Regions from separate parts of the Zea mays genome. Here region 2 is linked to region 1. A link is a contact called in public Hi-C data. All regions are on one chromosome and are shown on one strand. Each heading gives the region's core, a stretch centred on a gene start, on an enhancer-like site or on the middle of the called end of the contact. The rest is flanking DNA. Distances are from core to core; before and after follow the strand shown. Region 1 has its middle 83 kb from the start of LOC109939519. Region 2 holds the start of LOC103626763 (auxin-induced protein 15A).

Evidence for each region. Hi-C and Micro-C count contacts between places; a contact is called where the count stands out from the background.
Region 2: a contact with region 1 is called in a Hi-C map of leaf, with 6 times the contacts expected there. The contact joins the promoter of LOC103626763 here to the enhancer-like site in region 1. A contact is called at or near these places in 6 of 25 Hi-C or Micro-C datasets (ear, leaf, leaf mesophyll and 1 more).

Annotation. Positions count from the first base shown.
Region 1 is chr5:103,725,887-103,733,541 of Zm-B73-REFERENCE-NAM-5.0, forward strand. No RefSeq gene overlaps it. Among protein-coding and RNA genes, the nearest start is that of LOC109939519, 83 kb to the right of the region's middle. Within about 2 kb of position 2,740, at least 17 of the 20 cell types and tissues checked have an H3K27ac peak or open chromatin away from gene starts, as enhancers often do. A contact at or near this core is called in ear, leaf, leaf mesophyll and 1 more, where this site is marked.
Region 2 is chr5:103,814,402-103,822,056 of Zm-B73-REFERENCE-NAM-5.0, forward strand. LOC103626763 (auxin-induced protein 15A) reads left to right here and starts at 3,518. Exons shown (of 1, transcript XM_008647132.2): 1 at 3,518-6,053. The coding sequence starts at 5,177. The coding sequence ends at 5,518. LOC109939519 (a long non-coding RNA gene) reads left to right here. Exons shown (of 2, transcript XR_002261985.3): 2 at 649-834.

The sequences.
Region 1 (7,655 bases), core at 1,490-3,989:
GGGAAGCTTCACTCGGTCCGTAGAAGCTAACCCAAGGGTCGGACGGGGCGGAGGATGGCTGGTTTAGCCGGTCTACGGTGGTCGTGGCTTGCGCGGCCGCTGGCACGGGATTCTCTGGGCAAACGCCGGCGATCTCGTGCTCGGGCTGGGTCAGGGACGCGCGGGGGTGTACGGTCGAGGCCATGGTCGGCTTTATAGCCACAGGCGTGGACATGGGCGCGGGGTTGGCACGGCGCGGGGCTGCGCGCGCGGGCTGAGCGCCGAGCGCGTGCTCTGGCGTTGCCAGGGCGCGTCGAACACGTGGTCGTGTTCATCTGCCCAAGTTCTTGCGCCTACAGAGGTCACAACTGTGCGAAACTCGCCAAAGGTCTTCTGAAAGATTTCTTCCTGGCACCTAGGGCTAGCTAGTTTGTGTAAGTTCCAATGGAAGATCTGTCGTAGTTTACAAGATATGTGGGCGCCAAGTCTTGTCTATCTGCACTGTTCACCAGCGATAAAAATGATGCCAAACCATGTCAAATGGCACTGGTTTGGTTTCAAACTTTTCAGGGGTGTGCCTTGGGTAATTTGGCCACTTTTTGTTATTTGGTCCAAGTGATTTTGGCGCCAACACAAAGGTGAACACATCTGATCTTTAGGCTAGGGTTGGTTTTGAGACTTAGAGAAATTTTTGATGGCTCTATTGTGCTCTCCACTTGGTTAACTGATTTGGGGTTTTTGTTGGGCCTTTTTGTAATATCTTCCTTAATACATTTGGTAGATTTTCTAATATACTTCATCTTTGGTAAAGGTTTCCTTTCATGATTTGGTCATTTGCCCACTCTTTCCCCTTTAATCCCATGTTTAGGGTTTAATGGCTTAAGAGGGGAATTAGGGTTTTGGAATCTTTTTCATGAGTGAGAATGTATGAAGGCTAGGGTTTCCTTCTTGTTATGATCAATACTTAGCTTAATCATGATTCTAAGCTTTTAGTGCCTTCACTTTCTAATCTAGCATATAGGATAAGTAGGACATAAGTGTGCTCCTTTTGCTAGGGCCTTAGGTAACACCTGGGGTGTTACAGGCATTCCCTTAACTTTGGAGCCATTTGGTTCTTGATCAAGTGAGAGAATTACCATGAACCTTATGGCAAAGTTGTAGTCCCTCTATTAGTGAACAAGTTTCTCACAGGGAGTTAGGCCTAGTGTTATTCAAAAACTAGAGTAAAATGCCCCTAAAGTTGGGCTGTCAGACAAGGCAAGGAGGGATTCAGACTGAAACCTTTGTAATACCCAACTTTTATATAGAAGTGGAGTTAATATCTCTATATGGATGTGCTTGCAATTGTGATCATATGTAAAGTAAATGGAAATAAATCTTGCATAGCATGCTGATGTTTTTGTATGAGTTGCATATTAATGGGAATCTAATTATTCAAACCCTACTAGGATTTAAAATTTAAAAAGGAAAAATGTGAAAATTAAATCTAGAAAGAAAATTTTAATAAAGTCAACTACCCCTTCCCTAATTAAGCAAAAGGGAGAGAAAAAATAATATTATTGCAAAAAAGTAGAATTTATATTCCTATTAGATTCTATTATATATTTGCAAAACTAAAAATTCAAAGTCAGAATTCGAGTTTTGTTTGAATCTTTGATTTGGGAATAAAATATAAATTATATAAAAAAGAGAAGAAGCAGACAGCTGGGCCGCCACTCCACATTTTGGCCCAGTCATCTACCGCGCGCAGCCTAGCTCTTGTCTCCGAGCACCGGCGCCAACAGCCTGACCTACCTGACAGCCTCACAGGCCGTTCCTTCCGTGCCCGCATTTACAATGGCATCCGAGGCCCACGCGCCAGCCTCCTCTCTGTTGTGCAGTCACCGCCGGCTAGGCCCACTTGGCTGGTTGTCATCAACACCAGAGTTGGCGGAGCTCGCAACCACCTTCGTTGATGTTGTCAGAGCACTAGGTCAGCCCCAGATGGGTTCTTTGCTTCGTCCATGGGATATAAACCCCCCAAACCATCGTACTCCTAACTCCTCCATTCGAATCACACCCAGGAACATCGAGAGTCACGGTGAGGTCACCGTGCAGTGAGGGTATTGGGCCGTCGGAGTCACATCGCGTATTCTGTGTCATCAAGTTGTCAAACTCAGGATTGTGAGCTTCGTCGTGTCATGAGGAAATCGTCTGTGGCCTCGTCGGGCGGAGCAATCAATTGAGGATCCCGAAATTTCTCACCGGAGTCGTAGACTCGCGGTGGTGCCACTCGTCGCCGCGGACCAGGCCATCCCCTGCGTCAATTAACGGTAAGTGCAACCACGTCTAGTCCGTAATCTGCTGCACTTCATCTGGATCCGAGGGCCGGTTGGGGGTGCCTATGGCGCCGTTTAGGGTTGCTCGCCGGTGAGCCCCGCCGTGGAGAAGGGCGGTGGTGCGTTCCATCGCCACGGGGAGGAGAAGATAGTTGTCTACCATCCGTTTCGTAGTGGACGGATGAGATTAGATTGGGGTCTGTGATGGTTGGGACCATTGGTCTGGTGATGATCGGTTTGGGTTAGATGAAGGGAAGCATTTTACGCAGATGAATCTGAGTCATTTGATCTAAATCAAACGAGTAGAATCAGATCTCTAGTGTTTAAAATCCACATCATTGATATCGACGTGTGGTATTGCATACCGGTTCATCCACGTATTAGTCTAATCTGGAGCGTTGAACTCAGATCGGATGGCCGATCTGCGTCCGCCACTCTGTAACCAGCTCTATTTTGCAGTTGAGCCCTCGGGAAAATGCAAATCAACCCGCCGTCCACGCTAGAGTGAAGAAGTGTAGCGGCTTCGTCCTTAGGTTTATGAAAAAGACCCTTCGCTTTCACAATATTATGTCCGCAGTCCAGAACCGTTTAAATTATTCAGGAATAAAACAGAAAATGATTTCTAGTATAAAAATAATTCCAGAAACTTATTTAATTCATAACTAATTCATTTTAACTTCTTTTTGACCCATTCCAGTTGCATTAATTTCATATTAATATTGTTTATCATATGGTAACCCTGTTTTGTCATGAAACATAGATTAAAATTATGCACTTAATTTATTCTATATCATACACTTAAAACTTCGGAAAATCATAATTCATTAACCGTAACTCCGAATTTAGTGGTTCTCGAACCTGTGATCTCGTTATGATACATAAAATATTATCATGGATTATGTTCTAATGTTTGGTGTAATGTTAATTTCTCCTATAACATGTCTGTTTGTATTTTTGCGAGTAGACGAGCAAGCAACCGAGGAGACAGGTGCTCAGCAGGTGGAAAATACTGAGCAGGAACTCGTTGAAGGCAAGTTATGCCCTTGACCACTTTTATTTACCCAATAATGTTCTCTATAATCACTTTGGCATGTTTAGGCTTAATTTTGATGGGACCCAATAGGTCACCCTAGTCTTCTTTATCTTGTGCCTTGATCACCACTGAACTTTTGAGTAGTCCTGCTATTGCTATATGTGGTTTTGGGTGTTGAGATAAATTTTACACATGATCATTCTTTATTATTACTATTGATTATTTATTGTTAATGATAAGATTACTGTGTTAATTGGAACATGAAGAACCACCCGGGAAAACAGTGCTACCACAAGGGTGGAATGGGCACCCTTGGCTAGGTAATTAGGAAAGCTAGGGAGAAATTACCTTACCTAAAAGGGGCAAGAGGGGAGGCGTCGCTGCAGCGTATAGGGAGGTTCTTGGGTCGGACTGTCTATCTAGCTTTCTGGAAGGGGGATTCCTATGCTTCCTTCTTCCTGAATCCGTAGCGGGTTTTCTCAAACTAGTGGAACTTTGGAAAGACCTTTAAGTGCCCCTGCCTTGTCTCCTCGATAGAGATGAATGGGACTTCTGGACCCCTTGGCAAATGGGTAGCATGGCTTGTGGGTAAAGATGCGCAACCTCTGTAGAGTGTAAAACTGGTATATCAGTCGTGCTCACAGTCATGAGCGGCTCGGACACTCACATGATTAATTTATGGAAGTAAATTTAATTTGTCATTTGCATCACATGGTGGTTTAGTATTAATTTTGATCTACTATTACCTTGGGTTGGTATACACTTACATTTAGTAACTGCTAATAAAATTTGACCAACTTATTAAAAGCAATTCTCAGCTTAACCATTATTTGTTGATCAGCCTTACACTTCACATGAACTCCCACCTTTGGTGAGTTCATGCACATTATTCTCCACAACTTGTTGAGCTGAGAACACGCTGTTGTGATATCCTAGCCCCTGGAATGGTGATATCCTGGCCCAAGGCTTAATAGAATTAATAAAGTATCCATGCCAACAAAATGCACCTTTGGCTTAATAGAATTAATAGAGTATCCATGCCAACAAGAGCGTATCTCAAAAGAACCTCCAAGTTAAGTGTGCTTGTCTTGGAGAAATTTGGGATGGGTGACCGACCGGGAAGTTTTCTCGGGTACGCATGAGTGAGGACAAATTGCGCACAAAAGACCCGTGTTGGTTTGTGGGGACAATATATGATCCTAGAGAGCTGCCAGGAGTAAGTACCACCGGTCCAGGGATTGGACAGGGTGTTACAAGTGGTATCAGAGCCGACCCTCACAGTTTCATGGGCGTGTGTGGGTTAGGGGTTCGAGTATATGGCGCATGGCGCATGTGGGCCCAGAGTGGTCACATGGCATGGCATATGACGACATTAGACACACAGACGTGGCTAAGAGGGAAGGTTCCTGGATTGGGGTTGATCGACGAGAACATCGGTCTTCTAAGGGGGGGTGGATTGTGCTATCCTGGCCCTGGGATGGTGATATCCTGGTCCAAGGCTTAATAAAATTAATAGAGTATCCATATCAACAAGGTGCATCTTCTTTTTTGGAAGCCTATCTCAAAAGAACCTCCAAGTTAAGCATGCTTGGCTTGAAGCAATTTGGGATGGGTGACCAACCGGGAAGTTTTGTTAGGTGTGCATGAGTGAGGACAAAGTGCGCACAAAAGACCCGTGTTGGTCTGTTGGGATAATATATGATCCTAGAGGGCTGCCAGGAGTAAGTACCGCCAATCCAGGGATTGGATAGGGTGCTACAACTGCGCAACAAGACTCTCATACCTATCAGCGTCGATGGGATCAATGTGTGCTTCCTCATTTTTTTCATGGTTAGTGGCAATCATAGCATGACTAGTTTCCTCAGAATCACTAGCTGAAGAGTACTCACCATTATCACGTATAAGCAAGGTACGCTTGTTCGGGAAGTCCTGAATCATGTGTCCAAATCCTCGGCAACGATGGCACTGAATATCCCGTGTATGTCCTGTGGAAGAAACGATGCCTTTGGTGGAAGGCGCTGCAGGCTTGGTTGTCCCTGTGCGCGGTGTAGTGCTAGGCGTAGGAGACATAGGGCTAGAAGGAGTTGAGCTGTGTGTCGGACCCCGTCCTGCAAAAGAGTTAGTATATGTCTTCGATCGTCATCCCTGCACTTCATGTTTAGCTTTGCAAGCATATTCAAACAATGTGGTGATATGAAAATAATCCTTATAATCAAGTATATCCTGAATTTCCCTATTCAAAGCACCATGAAAACGTGCCATAGCAGCGTCATCCGATTCTACCAAACCACAATGAATCATGCCCTTTTGTAACTCCTGCTAATATTCCTCAACAGATTGTGAACCTTGTTGAAAACGCTGCATTTTGTTAACCAAATCATGGGCATAATAGGAAGAAACAAATATGTGGCGCGTGACATTTTTTAATTGAGTCCAAGTAATGACACTGTTAGTGGGAAGTTTTTGTTTATACTCACGCCATAGAGGGGCGCAGCCCCTGGTGGTGGCCAAGGTGGGAAAACACAATCCTAGGGGTGGCCCATCCTAGGTCCTCCACCTTGGGCCGCAGTTGGGTCGATCGTCTATTCTTCTGGTCCCTCATTATTCAATAGCATGACGATGTTAAGATCTCTTGCACGGACCCGAGTGATTGGCCCAGCTAATGAAGGAAGTGGGCAAGTGGCGCCTGAGGTGGAGTTGGCCAAGTTGAGGAGGGAAGTGGCGCCTAAGGTGGAGGTGCTGCAGGTGTAGTCGTACTCATGTTGCAGTTGATGTCCTCATCAGGAACCATTTCTTTGTTTTTCGCAATGAACATGCCCAATCCACTACTTTAGGTCTAAACTCATGTATAGAGTGGTTTCGCGCGATTTCGTTGCCCCACGTCACCTATTCCAAAAATGGGGTATCGAGGGTGCATACAAAGCATGAGTTTTTTACACCAGAACCTTTTATTCGTTTTTGCAACGAACATCCCCAATCCACTACTTTAGGACAGGAACTCATGTTTGGGGTGGTTTCGCGTGATTTTGTTGTCGTATGTCACCCATTCCAAAAATGGGTATCAGGGTGCATACAAAGCATGAGTTTTTGCCACGGGAACCATTTCTTCGTTTTTCGCAACAAACATGCCCAATCCACTACTTTAGGTCCAAAACTTAAGTTTGGGTGGTTTCGCGCAATTTTGTTGCCGCACATCACCCATCCCGAAAACGGGTATCGGGGTGCATAGAAAGCTTGAGTTTTTGCCACCGGAACCATTTCTTCGTTTTCGCAACGAACAAGCCCAATCAACTACTTTAGGTCCAAAACTCATTTTTGTGGTGGTTTCGTGCAGTTTCGTTGCCGCACGTCACCCAATCCGAAAATGGGTATCGGGGTGCATAGAAAGCATGAGGTTTTGCCACCGGAACAATTTCTTTGTTTTTCGCAACGAACATGACCAATCCAATACTTTAGGTACAAAACTCAAGTTTGGGGTGGTTTCGTGCAATTTTGTTGCCCCACGTCACCCATTCCGAAAACGGGTATCGAGGAGCATAGAAAGCATGAGTTTTTGCCACTAGAACCTTTTCTTCGTTTTCGCAATGAACAAGCCCAATCTACTACTTTAGGTCCAAAACTCATCATTGAGGTGGTTTTGTGCAATTTCGCTACCGCACGTCATCCATTCCGAAAACGAGTATCGGGGTGCATAGAAAGCATGAGTTTTTGCCACCGGAAAAATTTCTTTGTTTTTCGCAACGAACATGCCCAATCCACTACTTTAGGTACAAAACTCAAGTTTGGGGTGGTTTCGCGTGATTTTGTTACCGCACGTTACCCATTCCAAAAATGGGTACCAACTTCCATACAAAGTGTGAGTTTTGCCACCGGAACCATTTCTTCGTTTTTCGCAACAAACATGCCCAATCCACTACTTGAGGTCCAAAACTCAAGTTTGGTGTGGTTTCGAACAATTTTGTTGCCGCACGTCACCCATCCCGAAAACGGGTATCGGAGTGCATAGAAGCATGAGTTTTTGCCACCGGAACCATTTCTTCGTTTTTCACAACGAACAAGCCCAATCTACTACTTTAGGTCCAAAACTCATTTTTGTGGTGGTTTCGTGCAATTTCGTTGCCGCACGTCACCCATTCCGAAAACGTGTATCGGGTGCATAGAAAGCATGAGTTTTGCCACATGAACAATTTCTTTGTTTTTCGCAACGAACATGCCCAATCCACTACTTTAAGTACAAAACTCAAGTTTAGGGTGGTTTCACGCAATTTTGTTGCCCCACGTCACCCATTCCGAAAACGGGTATCGGGGAGCATAGAAAGCATGAG
Region 2 (7,655 bases), core at 2,268-4,767, 89 kb after region 1:
GACGCCCTTGGCTGACTAATTAGGAAAACTACTGGAGGACTACGTTACCCAAAAGAGGCAAGGGCGATAGAGGAGTTGCCGGTGTAGGGAGCTCTCGGGTCGATCATGCTGCGATGGCTTTTCGAATGAGGGATTCCTATATCGCTCTTCTCACAAAATCGTAGCAAGTTTTCTGAAGCTAGTGGAACTTTATAAAGGCCTCGTAGTGGATCCCTAACCATTCAGCTCAGAAGTGTCTAAGTGCCTTGCAAACCCTGGCTAGATGGGATACACGACTTGTGGGTAAAGGGAGCAACCTCTGCAGAGTGTAAAACTGCTATATCAGTCGTGCTCACGGTCTTGAGCGGCTCGGACCCTCACATGAGTAACTTATGGAATTAAACTTAATCTATCGTTTGCATTGCATTGTGGGATTTATTATTAATTGTGATATCTTATTTTATTGGAATGGTATCTACTTATACTTAGTAAATGCTAATGAAATTTTGACCAACTTGTTAAAAGCAACACTCAGCCTTAACCATTCTATTTGGTAAGCCTTACACTTCACATGAGCCCCACCGTAAGTGAGCCCATGCACATTATTCCCCAAAACTTGTTGAGCGATGAATGTATGTGAGCTCACCCTTGTTGTACTCACACCCCTAGGTCAAGAACATGTATCGATAAGACGAGGAGCATGAAGGATGCCATGATGAGTTCGTGAGAGGTCTAGGCCATCGTCTCCCAGTCAACTATGGTTGTGGAGGATCGTTGTCTCCATATGTTGTAATTATATAACTATTTTGAACAGAACTCCTATTATATAGTAAAGATGTGATATCCGTTTCTGTACCATGAGTTATCATATGTGTGAGACTTGATCCTATCACACATTTGATTCATGCCTGGATTTGCCCTTAAATCCGGGTGTGACATGATGTTTGGTGTTTAAGCAAGGGTGAGTACACATCAACGTACTCAGCAAATGTCCTGTTTGGCTAAAGTGGACTAGCTATATGTGGGGTTAAGCTCAAAGCAGTTGCTTTTAGTTGGTCAGGTACTTATCATTAGTAGAAGCCAAGTTTTATCATAGGACCCAAGTTGATATCCCAAAAGAAAGCACCTCCTCAAAGAGGAAAGTACCATATATCATAAGTATAGCCATCATCATTAAACCATCTTCATCGAGGTATCCAAAATGACTCTAATCAAAGGAGCTCCCAAAGCTCCTCATAACCGTGAGCACGACTGATATACCAGTTTCTAACCCTCTCCATAGGTTGCACACTTTACCCATGAGCCATGATTCCTTTTCTGCCTGGGGATATGACTCCCCATTGATCACTTACTAGGTGGTCTGGTAGGGTATCACTACGTGGCCTTTACAATTATTCCCTAGAGGTCATAGCCGCCTGTTAGGTTTCTCCAATTTGATAAACACAGTATCTCTCCCCGCAGGAGGGGTGACTAACAAAAGCAAATCGAACGAACCTCGGCACCCAACCTCGTAAGAGCAAGTACTATGCCTGGACCCCATTTACGGCACAATGGAAGCAAACTACACTTCAAGTTCCTCTAATCAGTCAGCTAAGAGCGTCCCATACCACCCTCATGGTTGTACTGCTTTCTCGAGTGGTCGTCCAATGAACAGGTCCTTATGGGGAGGTGCTTGGGAAACAACCCGAGTCTCCTTTAGTACCACAAGCTCATCATCATAACTAGAACAACATCATTGTATCATAAAGTATTCTCGTCATGTTCATTAATTAAAGTAAAGCACTAGCATGATATTAACCATAATAGTCAAATCCCAAAAGGGTAATCAAGGACAGGATAAACAGAAAACTAGTCAATCCTTAGGTTGGTCATGGTATGCGGGACAATGAATTGTAAAGTGAGTAGGACATCATGGGTCAGAGGACACTTGCCTTCACTAAGTTGCTGCTTAGGGAAATCTCCTATAACTCCCTCGGGAACCACGGACTGCTCGCTGTCTACACAAAGCAATCATCCATTCAACACACTTGGGGAATACTAAAAGAATAGTACGCCAAACATATGCAACACAGGTTGAACAAAAAGGGACAGGCAGTGAGGTGTTCCCTAAACCTAGGTTAGATCACTATACAATTTGGTTCACTATTCACTAATCAAGTCCATGTTATTATAGTACTTGTTCAAATAAAGTTAGTTGAGTAATAGGATCATTCATTAGATGGTGTTAAGCCCTAAAACTAGAACATTTGATATGGTCCCCTATTCTTAATTATTTTAATTCAAGGCTCTACACACTTTATTACAACTAGGAGTTAACCATTAATTAAATTATCAAGACAGAAGATGAACATACCGCTAACATGTGGACAAAATTATCATGAACCTTTTGCAATTCGAATCACTTAAATCGGAATTTCTATGTAAAAGTTATAGGGTCTTCAAGTCTTAGGGACTAAAACGTAAATAACTATAGACTTTAGGGGCCAGCAGGGCAGTTTCCCTAGACCCAGGCCGCAGGCACGCAATTTCAGAGAAAGACAAGGACCTTAGCACAAAAGCGCGTGGGCGCCGATGAGGGGAGACATCACGTGGCGGCTGGCTATTGGCTGCGGCCGGCCACACGGCGGCCTACACTGTTGGGGCACGGGGGACCCCGAGGAATCAGGGATGGCGCACGACCGATCTCGTGAGGCATGAGTGCGTGCAGGTAAGGGCAGGTGGCTTCTCCGGCGTGCGACAGATGGCCGAGGAGAGGTGGGACGCGGTGCGCGTGGTGGTGTGGGGCCAGGGGGCCTAGCAGTCAGTGGGTGGGGAGAAGGCGCGTGCGCTAGCGCGCTGGTGGGTGGCGCAAAGGACATCCCACTAACAGGCGGGGCCTAGACGCTAGGGCCTTTGTCTCCCTCGCTTATGCATGGCGCAGGGCGGCTTAACCGCGGTCAGCGGCTTCTGTGGCTTGACCTAGAGGCACAGGGCCACCGTGGGCGCTCGCCGGAGAGGTCAGAGGGGGGAGGGAGTAGACGACCACGACTCACCTTGGGGCGGCTCCACTGACCCGATGACGTGGAGCTCCTCCTCAAATCGACCTCTGGCAAGCTCCGGCGGCGTGAGGCGGTTGGCGACTTTGACGACGGTAGCAGGCAAGCCAACGACAGCGGTGCGGCGCGGGCAACAAGGGTAGGTCATGCATGGGGGGAAGGGGGCTTTATGCACCCAAGCTCCGGTCATGGAGGGTGGGTGGGCGACATGCGCGAGGGGAGGGAATGGCAGGTGGGGTCAAGCGATGTGGACGCAGGGGTTATCGCGGGGTGGGGATGACAAGTGGGCCAGGGGCTAGGCGCGCGTGCCCACGCACAGGGAACTCCGCTCGGCCGGTTATGGGGATAGGGGAGCTGACCGGTGCGGCTGGGAGTCATCGGGAGCGAGGGGCCAGGCACGTCGGTAGAGCCACTGAGAGGCGGGCCTTAGCGAGATTGGGGGTGCAGGCCACGGTTGGCCGCGGGGGGGGGAGCTCAGCCGAGCGGGGCTAGGTCACAGGTGAGGCGCCGAGTGGGCCACAGGTGGGCCAAGGCCGAGAGAGGGAGAGAGTTTTTCCTTTTACTTTTATTTTCTCTTTTGGATTCAATTTCAAACCTGCCACAAATTCAAATTGGAACTCCTCAAGCATAGGCATCAAACAAAAATAAAGTTTTGGGTTCAACAAGATGCAACACTTCATACTCCCTTGGAGTTTTGCGTACTAGAGTATAATTACATTTCCAAATAAAACAACCACTCCTCTACTCTAGGAAAGAAAAAAGAAATGGGGAGAGAGGAGAAGAGAGGTAACACCTGAATTTGGTGGATATTAGAGAAGAAGTTTATACCCCCAATTTTAGGGTGTTACAAATCCACCCCCTTAACAGAATCTCGCCCTCGAGATTCAAGGTTGGCTAGCAAAGAGTTCGGGATACTTGGCTCTGAGGTCATCTTCCCTTTCCCAGGTTGCTTCTTCTTCAGAATGATGGCTCCATTTGACTTTGTACAGCCTGATGGTGCTCCTTTGAGTGACCATGTCTGCTGTTTTAAGAATTTGGGTTGGCTTCTCTATGTATGTCAAGTCTTCTTGGACTTCAAGATCCACGGTTAGCAACTGCTCTTCTGGTACTCGCAAATATTTCTTTAGCTAAGATACGTGGAAAACATCATGCACCGCTGCCAGGTTTTCTGGTAGGCTGAGCTGGTAGGCAACTTCTCCACGTCTTGCCTGAATTTGGTACGACCCGATATATCGAGATGCTAACTTTCCCTTGACTCCGAACCTGCTAACTCCTCTTATTCGCAACAGATGAGAATCAATCCCACAACCCTCACATGAAGCATCCTCTACAACTCCACCCATGACATGACTTGTGTCAAGTGTGGGATTTTGTTGCCCACATATTACAACAAACCAAATGTAAATTGATTGTTTAAGGGTGTAAATGAATTCAAACGAAAAGGTTGTTGACTACAAAGTTAAATGACTTTTTAAGTTCTACTACTTTTATTTTGATACTTTTTCTATCCGGGATCGTTTGCATTTCAAATTTGACAAATTCAAATGCAATTTTGGCAGCCCAAATAATTTCAAATGAAAGGTTGTCAACTTTAAAATTTCATAACTTTTAGAAATCTACATCTTTTACATACTAGGTCGTTTCAAAAATTCACTGGCGTTTCATTGAGTTGGACGAACTATTTTATTTCGCTGGCGTTCTACAGCCAAAACCGTCCGTAAAAATTAGGCACTACCACATGCATAGAGTTTTTTTTCTATTAGTGATAGAACCAATCCAAACAATAATTAATTAGGAGCGAAACATTTTTATCACATCATATTACAGAAACAAACACTAGAGTAATGCAGCAGCCACGGCCACATGCACAACCCCACAGAATGTGCTGACTGCCAGTCTGCCACAGAACGGAGGCATCCCCAAACACCTCTATTTATACCCCATTAGCTAGCTTGCTCTCTCTACTCAGTACTCACAAGTCACACACACACCTCACCAGCAGCCACATAGCACCAATTAAACCTGTGCAGTGCAGTAGAGCTACTAGCTAGCTCCAACATATATGCATGTACCGCACACACGCAAACTGAACTAGAGCACACAGGGGCGACGCATCGATCGTACCTATATCTCTCTACTGCATTTCTGCTTCCACCATCACGATGGGCTCACTGAAGCTGACGGAGATCGTCTCCAAGAAATGGGGAGTCGGCGGCAGCAGCAAGGTCACCTCCCCAAGCGCGGCAGCGTGCCCGCGAGGCCATTTCGCGGCCTACACCCGGGAGGGCCGCCGATTCTTCGTCCCCATCGCCTACCTCGCCAGCGACACCTTCCGGGAGCTGCTCAGCATGGCCGAGGAGGAGTTCGGTGAGCCCGGCGCCCGCCCCATAGTGCTGCCCTGCTCCGCCGACCGCCTCGAGCAGATCCTCGACGCCTTCCGCAGCGGCGGCGGCGCCAAGAAGAAGAGCGCCGGCACCGCCGGCAGGATCGTAAAGATCTGGTAGCACGTACTACGAATGCAATCAAGTTGCATTACTGCACTCTGCTGCTGCCTAACTGTGAGCCTGAATCGTCCATTGATTCGCTGTAGCTCAACTAGTCAACTACTGATCGATGATCAACCTAGCTTAGCTAGGTATCCTCGTTATTGATTTATTAATTAAATGATGTTTTTTCATGCTCTCCCGGGGTGATCTAGCTACATGCCCAATGCAACGTGCATGTGTGTTTTCAGGAGACCTGGCGTGGCAGGCAGCACTATTGCCAACCTGCCATGATGTAACATCTTGTGGACTGCACCTTTCCATTTCTTGAATTTTTTTTCTTTCTCTGTCTCTCTTTTCTTCTCTTTGAGAACTCTTTTTTTTTCACTGCCATGACCAGTATGTACAAATTGTTGGTTATTATTTTGGTGAAGCTGTGCGACGAGTCATGCATGCATGAGTTGTTGGACGGTCGACGTTAAGCACGTTCATTGTAACATCAATTGATTATTGATGTGTAGTAGTAGTTTTGGTGCAAATGTCCAGATGATTTGAATTCATTTCCTGCTCAAAGAGTGTTAATAATTATTTTGTCGTAGGATGTTTTTGAACATCGTTTGGTTAATCTCATTTAGGAGGTGTTTAGTTTTTAGGGACTAATGTTTTATCCCTCCATTTTTAACCTCATTTACTCTCTACATTTAACAAACATTTAGCAACTTCTTAAATAAAAAATATTGACGGCATTATGTAGATAATGAAGGTAATTGATGATATTTGTGACTTTTTTTACGTGGATAGATACAAAACAAAACTACAACATATATTTAGAGAACTGTTGGAGATCTCACATTTTTTACTCGCAAAGTTACTTAGCAACTTCTTAAATCTGTGATTTATAGGGCTAAAATTTACATAATTATTGAAGTTGCTCTTATATATTAGTTAGTTGCACCGCGTAACTAAATGAAAACGACATCATGGTCGAATGATTCAGAGGTTAACTTCGTAGCAGTACAAACTTCGAAAAGGGGCTTTTCATTCAAACAAAACATATTAAAAGTAAAGAAAACATAGAGTTAAATCCATTAGCGTTCATGCCATGCGTTGCCCTTGTATACGCACTCTACAGTGATAGATCACCGTACCATGAATATATCATGCTACATTGAAATATTCCATATATAGTGCAAACATATCACGGAATCTCTCGAATGTTTGCCTATGCACGTACGTGTCGCTATCTCAACTATACTAAAAATGTTTTGTGCACACGCATATAGTACCATGCAAGATACTCTCCATGTAATATATATATATATATATATATATATATATATATATATATATATATATATATGTCAAGAGTGTTGGAATTTAAGTGGATAGACGTCAATTGGGTTCAGGTGAAACATTGCCGTCATGCTGGAACAACGCACATGGGAGCTGGATGCTTCTCTATCGATCTCAATGCCTCAGCATCTAGCCCATATATGCATGCGAGCATCTATAGATCGAAAACCAAAGGAAAAAAAACGAAGTATGAAAAGTAATTTACAAGGATACATGAAGCAGCTGCTCTTGAAACTATTACTACGGAAAAGTAATTTACGGATGGTTACGGATGTTTACGGATGGTTACGGAAGTTGTCTTGCGACAAGTATCCTTGTAAAAGTGTATTTTTAGTAATACTTGTATGGCAGCTGCTCTTGAAACTGGTCTTTGAATAATAGGCTATATATGGCAATGCAACTATTACTAAAAATACACTTTTAGGGTTGTTGGTTTAAACAAATCATCCCCAAAAAATTTATAAATGCAGTTTTACTAAAAATACACTATTAAATTTAAGCAGTAGTTCATTGACTATAGTGCTCGTCGTCATGGTTATATATGGTTTCATAAGTCGTCCATCTCCGTTAGAAAATGAAACCATGTTGAAAAAAAATCATTTTTGTAATAGTGTGTGCATAGCATCATCGAATTGTCCATCGTGATGTAGTATCAGATCATATATTGATGAACAAAACACAAGTTAAACATCAAGGTGAACAAAGTCATCAGATACATTCGATGATGAAACAGATGCACGCAATAAGATTGGATGGAGTAAAAGGAGAGTGAACAATACATTGACATTTGATAATATATATCGAA